Linked DNA regions of Rattus norvegicus: region 1 is linked to region 2. A link is a contact called in public Hi-C data. All regions are on one chromosome and are shown on one strand. Each heading gives the region's core, a stretch centred on a gene start, on an enhancer-like site or on the middle of the called end of the contact. The rest is flanking DNA. Distances are from core to core; before and after follow the strand shown. Region 1 holds the start of Clk2 (CDC-like kinase 2). Region 2 has its middle 15 kb from the start of Fdps.

Region 1 (2,700 bases), core at 62-2,561, 48 kb after region 2:
GCACTCTGGGTAAAAGACAAGTGCTCTATCAACTAAGCCACATCCTGAACTAGTTTGTTTTTGAGACAGTCTCAACACTGTAGTCCATGCTGGCCTTGAGCTCCTTTAAATCGTCCCACCTCAGTCTTATGGGCATGAACCACCATTTTTTTTTTTTTTTTTTTTTTGGTTCTTTTTTTTCCGGAGCTGGGGACCGAACCTAGGGCCTTGCGCTTCCTAGGTAAGCGCTCTACCACTGAGCTAAATCCCCAGCCCCATGAACCACCATAATTACCTACTGCTTCTTCCTTTTTTTTCTTCTTCTCCTTCTTCTTCGGTAATATTTAGTAAACTGGGACTGGAGAGATAGATGATTCAGTGGTTAGGAGTTCAATATTCTGGAGGATCCACATCCACAATGGCCACAATGGCCAGCCCACAACTGCCTGTGACCTCAGCTTCAGGGGATTTGACTCCTTCTTCTGACCTCATGAATACTGAAATGTACATTCCCTGCTACAGAAACATAAGTAAATTTTTTTTTTTTTTGGTTCTTTTTTTTCGGAGCTGGGGACCGAACCCAGGGCCTTGCGCTTCCTAGGTAAGCACTCTACCACTGAGCTAAATCCCCAGCCCCGAAACATAAGTAATTTAAGGTAGATCTAAAAAGAAAGATGAGGGGTTGGGGATTTAGCTCAGTGGTAGAGCGCTTGCCTAGGAAGCGCAAGGCCCTGGGTTCGGTCCCCAGCTCCGAAAAAAAAGAACCGAAAAAAAAAAAGATGATTTTGAACATTTGTACTTAATATAAATTAGCTAAACCACAATGGTTCCCCATTCTGGCGTCTAATTTTCCTTCCTCTCTCGCTATGCACCTGCCCGAAACATGAAAGGCTTTTGTGCAGGACAAAGAGGGAGCCTTTCTTTGCTAGCGTTCGGCAGCGGGAGGGTATGTTTTTTAAGTTTTGTTTGAAGAATCAGACTTCAGAAAGCCTCACAAGAGTCCTTTGCCCAACAGTGATACAATGTAAATAATCCTTTAAACAGCCAATATGAAATAAGCTACAATGTCTTCCGGTGAAGAGCAAGAGGAAGGTGTCAAGGGAAAGGATAAAAGGAGTAGAGACCCAACAAACACACGACAAGTTCCTGGTGTCTCCGGACCCACACCCTGAGCCGGACCCACAGCTTCTTGAACTCTGGAGAGTGGCACACCACCCGGAAAGGCCCTGCGTGTGTGGGCGGAGCCCATAAGAGGCTGGGAAGTGACGCAGTACGTGCGTGCGTGCGTGCGTGCGTGCGTGCTCGCTCACGGCGGCGGCGGCGGCGGCGGAGCGGAGAGGCCAGAGCCGGAGACCGAGCTGGGATCGGGCCCCGGGCGGGGGCGGTGCGAGAGGCGCCGAGCGGATCCTGGGGGCGGGGACGGAGCCCGGGCGGGCGGGACTGGAGCAGAGCCCGGGAACGGGGCGGGAGGTCCCAGGGCCCCGGGTTGGGGGGTGGAACCGCACTTCGTCGCCGCGGGGGTGCCGGGACTCCGGCCGCAGTGCCGCCGCCATCACGGACTTCCTGTGGGACAAGCGCACGGGCCTCGCCGCCAGAACGGTGAGCGCGCGGGCTGGCGGACCTTGGGGCCGCGGAAAGATGGCTACCGCCAGACGGGCGGCAACGGGATATGGAGACATTAGGAGTGTTGGGCTCTGGAAGCAGCAGATTAGCGAGATGAGAGGGAGGGAGGTCGACGTGCTTCTGTGTAGTAGCAAGACCTACAGTATAGTAAACTTGGAGGAGCTGTAGAAGTGATGAGGTACAGACAGGAGCGATTCCAGACGTGCAAAAGTTGGACCAAGGGTTTAATATGAACCGAAAAGTGTTAAGATGGCAGTGTAGAGGAAGAGTTTGACTCTAGGGAATTATTCCGGCTTTTTTGAGTAAGATAGGAAGAAAAGTTTAGAAGTTGAGGAAGCTAAACTAGATATGCTTTTCTAGGAAAGGCCGCAGTGACTTTGTTGGTAGGTCTCCAAAGTGAGATGGCATTTCTATTCATTAAGTTAAGATTGGGTTACCTGGCAAAGTCTAGTGCTTGCGTCTTCTCAGTTTCCTTCCTGTCAGCCACTTTAGGCCAATGTACAGTAGGTTACTTTCCTTAATTTAAGAAGGTTGTGAGGAAGCGGCAGAGAATGGCAACCAGATGTTGGAGTCAAAACTACAGACCTCATGTTGTCAGTCTTGGACCAAGACTGTCCCAGAGGCTCATCTTACTCAGATCGTCCTGTGCTTTTCCTGGATTATAACAGTGATTTCGCTCTGATTTTTCCCCTTTGACTAAAAAAGGATTCATGAATCTTAGTCAGTCCATTTCATTTAATGGAGACCCAGCTGCCAGCCAAATATTACTGATATTAATTAAAAAGTACTTAGTAGGCTAGGGTTATAGCTCAGGTGATGTGGTGGTGGTGGTCATGAAGAAGTCCTGGGTTTATCTCCAGTCTGTGTAAGCCCCAGCGCCATCATGAGGCTGGTCTGTAATTTCTGCACTTGGATCAGAAGACATTCAGGGCCATCCTAGGCTACAGATCAAAAAAATCGAGGCCAGCTTAGGATATGTCAAGTGTGGTCTTGCAAGTCGTTCATCCCAGCACTCAGGAGACAGAAGCTAACAAGATCTCTGAGTTCAAATTCTGCCAGGTACTTAGCAAGTTTAGCTCAGCCGGTTACATAATGAAA
Region 2 (2,776 bases), core at 220-2,719:
ACTTTTAAAAAAATAAGAGTCTTGTGTAGCTAAGGCAGCCTTGATTTCACTCTGTCGCTATGGCTGGCCTTGAATGTCGGATCTTCCTGACACTGTGCACCAAGCACTGGGATTACAGACGTTCATCATCCACCACCCTGTTTTATGTGGTGCTCGGATGGAATCCAGCGCTTCTTACATGTTACGTGAGCTCTCTTCCAGCTGGGCTGCTCTTGCTGTGTTCTTAATATAAAACCACTGGTATGTGTGTGTGTGTTTGTTTGTTTTAACAATCCCCCACACAAACTATACGTAGATGGCTCTCCTAGGACAAGCATGTGCTTATCCCAAGGATGGGAGGAGAAAGGCCATTAACCCAAATCATCATGGACAAATTAACTAAAGCAAGCAGTTAATTTAAGCAAGCTACCTTGTTCCTGTACACGAGATGCCTCCCACTAAGGCAGAGTTTAAGATGTGAGGAAGACAGGGATTTCATAACTCAGGGAATTTCCAAATGTGGGATTTGGTGAGCAAATTAGAGAGGGTTACAGGAGCAGGACATACGCAGAACAAGTTGGTCCTGATGACCTCCTGAATCAGAAACATGGGGGCAAGGTGAGCATAACGGGCAGTCACAGCTGGTCATACAAAGGTAGTATTGCGAGATGATGTGAGGCAAGCACATGATCGCCATTTCTGCAATAGACAGTACAGAACCATTTGTAGTCAAGGTTACAGGTGGGGCAGAGCCAGTCCTTGAGAAACAGAGGTTTAGTCATAAGCTGGAATGAACCTGGTTTCTCTTACAATGAAATAGACCCCAGGCTGGTTCTTCACATGGCCTTGGCTTCCCAGGCTCTCACTGTTTCTGAGGTCAGGAGTTAATCATGTTTGTTATGGTCTGGCACACACATACACACACACACACTCACACACGCGCGCACACACATACACACACACCCCTCCGAATAACTGTAGCTATTTTGTTCCATGCCTGACAGCTATTTCATATTGTTGCTGTAACACGCCTGCCCATCATTGACACAGAAATGGCTTGGCTCAAAGACAAGCTGATTGACAAGCTGACCACACATCCTGTTTTGTTCTGTATGTTCTGAATGTCCTGTATGAGGTTTGCTACTCTATCTATCTATCTATCTATCTATCTATCTATCTATCTATCTATCTATCTCTCAAATGTATATGAGTACACTGTAGCTCCCTTCAGACACACCAGAAGAGGGCATCCAGTTCCGTTACAGATGGCTGTGAGCCACCATGTGGTTGCTGGGAATTGAACTCAGGACCTCTGGAAGAGCAGTCAGTGCTCTTAACCACTGAGCCATCTCTCCAGCCCACCATTGACATTTTTAAAAAAGTTTTTTTTTATCTTATATTTACAGGATGCTGCCTGCATATGTATCTATATGGCATGTACGTACCTGCTGCCTGAAGAGAGTCAGGAGAGGGGGTGGATTCTCTGGTGTGAGCCACCGTGTGGGTGCAAGGTCCTCTGTAAGAGCAACTAGTGCGGGGTTGGGGATTTAGCTCAGTGCTAGAGTGCTTGCCTAGGAAGCACAAGGCCCTGGGTTCGGTCCCCAGCTCTGGGAAAAAAGAACCAAAAAAAAAAAAAAAAAAAAAAGAGCAACTAGTGCACTTCGAACACTGAGGCACTAGTACAGATGCTTTAACCAGCCACTCTTCAGGAATGCTGATTGATTGGCAGTCCTCACCCCCAAGACAGGGTTTCTTCTGGCTGTCCTGAAACTCCCTATGTAGACCAGGCTGGCTGCAAACTCAGGGTCATCCTCTGTTGGGAGTAAAGGTCATGTGCCACCACGCCTGGCTCTCATTGGCTTCCAATCAGAAAACTCTTTTGGTGGCTCCAGATGGCAGCTGGTCACAAGATCATAGTATGACACTTGAAACTTCCAGTTAATAATTTATCACGCATCCATGATGAAATGGTTATGAGGAACCCTGACAGTACTTCAGGCTGCCCTACAGGTGGCCTGCCCAGCTCCATGGAGACAGAATTATTTCGTACTCAGGACTTTTTTTTTTTTAACATTTATTTATTTATTATGTATACGTCATACAGCTTTCTGCCTGCATGTATGCCTGCAGGCCAGAAGAGGGCACCAGACCTGATTATAGATGGCTGTGAGCCACCATGTGGTTGCTGGGAATTGAACTCAGGACCTCTGGAAGAGCAGACAGTGCTCTTAACCTCTGAGCCAACTCTCCAGCCCTTTTTTTTTTTTTTTTTTTTTTTTTTTTTTTTAACCTTTTTTTTTTTTTTTCCGGAGCTGGGGACCGAACCCAGGGCCTTGCTAGGCAAGCACTATACCACTGAGCTAAATCCCCAACCCTTTTTTTAACCTTCTTAAACCTTGTTTTATGCATCTCTATCTGGGCGTTCCTGAATATACTTTTTTTTAAAAAAGAAAAAAAAATAAAAAGAAATAGAGAGACTATTTTGTTTATTTAGGTTTTTCAAGACAAGGTTTCTCATTGTAGCCCTGGCTATCCTAGATCTGTAGACCAGGCTGGATTCAAACTCAGAGATCTGCCCACTCCCGAGTTAGAGACAGTTTATTAAAAAAGGAAGAGGTCTGGACATAGTGGCATACTCCTTTAATTCCAGAATTTAAGGGGCAAAAATGGGTTTATCTTGGGGCTGGGCTTTTAGCTCAGTGGTAGAGCGCTTACCTAGGAAGCACAAGGCCCTGGGTTCGGTCCCCAGCTCCGAAAAAAAGAACCAAAAAAATAAAAAATGGGTTTATCTTTATGG

The links. A called contact is a pair of places that touch in the nucleus more often than the background predicts.
Region 1: a contact with region 2 is called in a Hi-C map of liver, with 2.5 times the contacts expected there. The contact joins the promoter of Clk2 here to the enhancer-like site in region 2. A contact is called at or near these places in 8 of 12 Hi-C or Micro-C datasets (the A7r5 cell line, the Rat2 cell line, Schwann cells and 4 more).

Annotation. Positions count from the first base shown.
Region 1 is chr2:176,867,112-176,869,811 of GRCr8, forward strand. Clk2 (CDC-like kinase 2) reads left to right here and starts at 1,312. Exons shown (of 13, transcript NM_001014254.1): 1 at 1,312-1,578. It also overlaps a transcript of Hcn3 not described here.
Region 2 is chr2:176,818,677-176,821,452 of GRCr8, forward strand. No RefSeq gene overlaps it. Among named protein-coding and RNA genes, the nearest start is that of Fdps, 15 kb to the left of the region's middle. Within about 2 kb of position 1,470, at least 6 of the 93 cell types and tissues checked have an H3K27ac peak or open chromatin away from gene starts, as enhancers often do. A contact at or near this core is called in hepatocytes and liver, where this site is marked.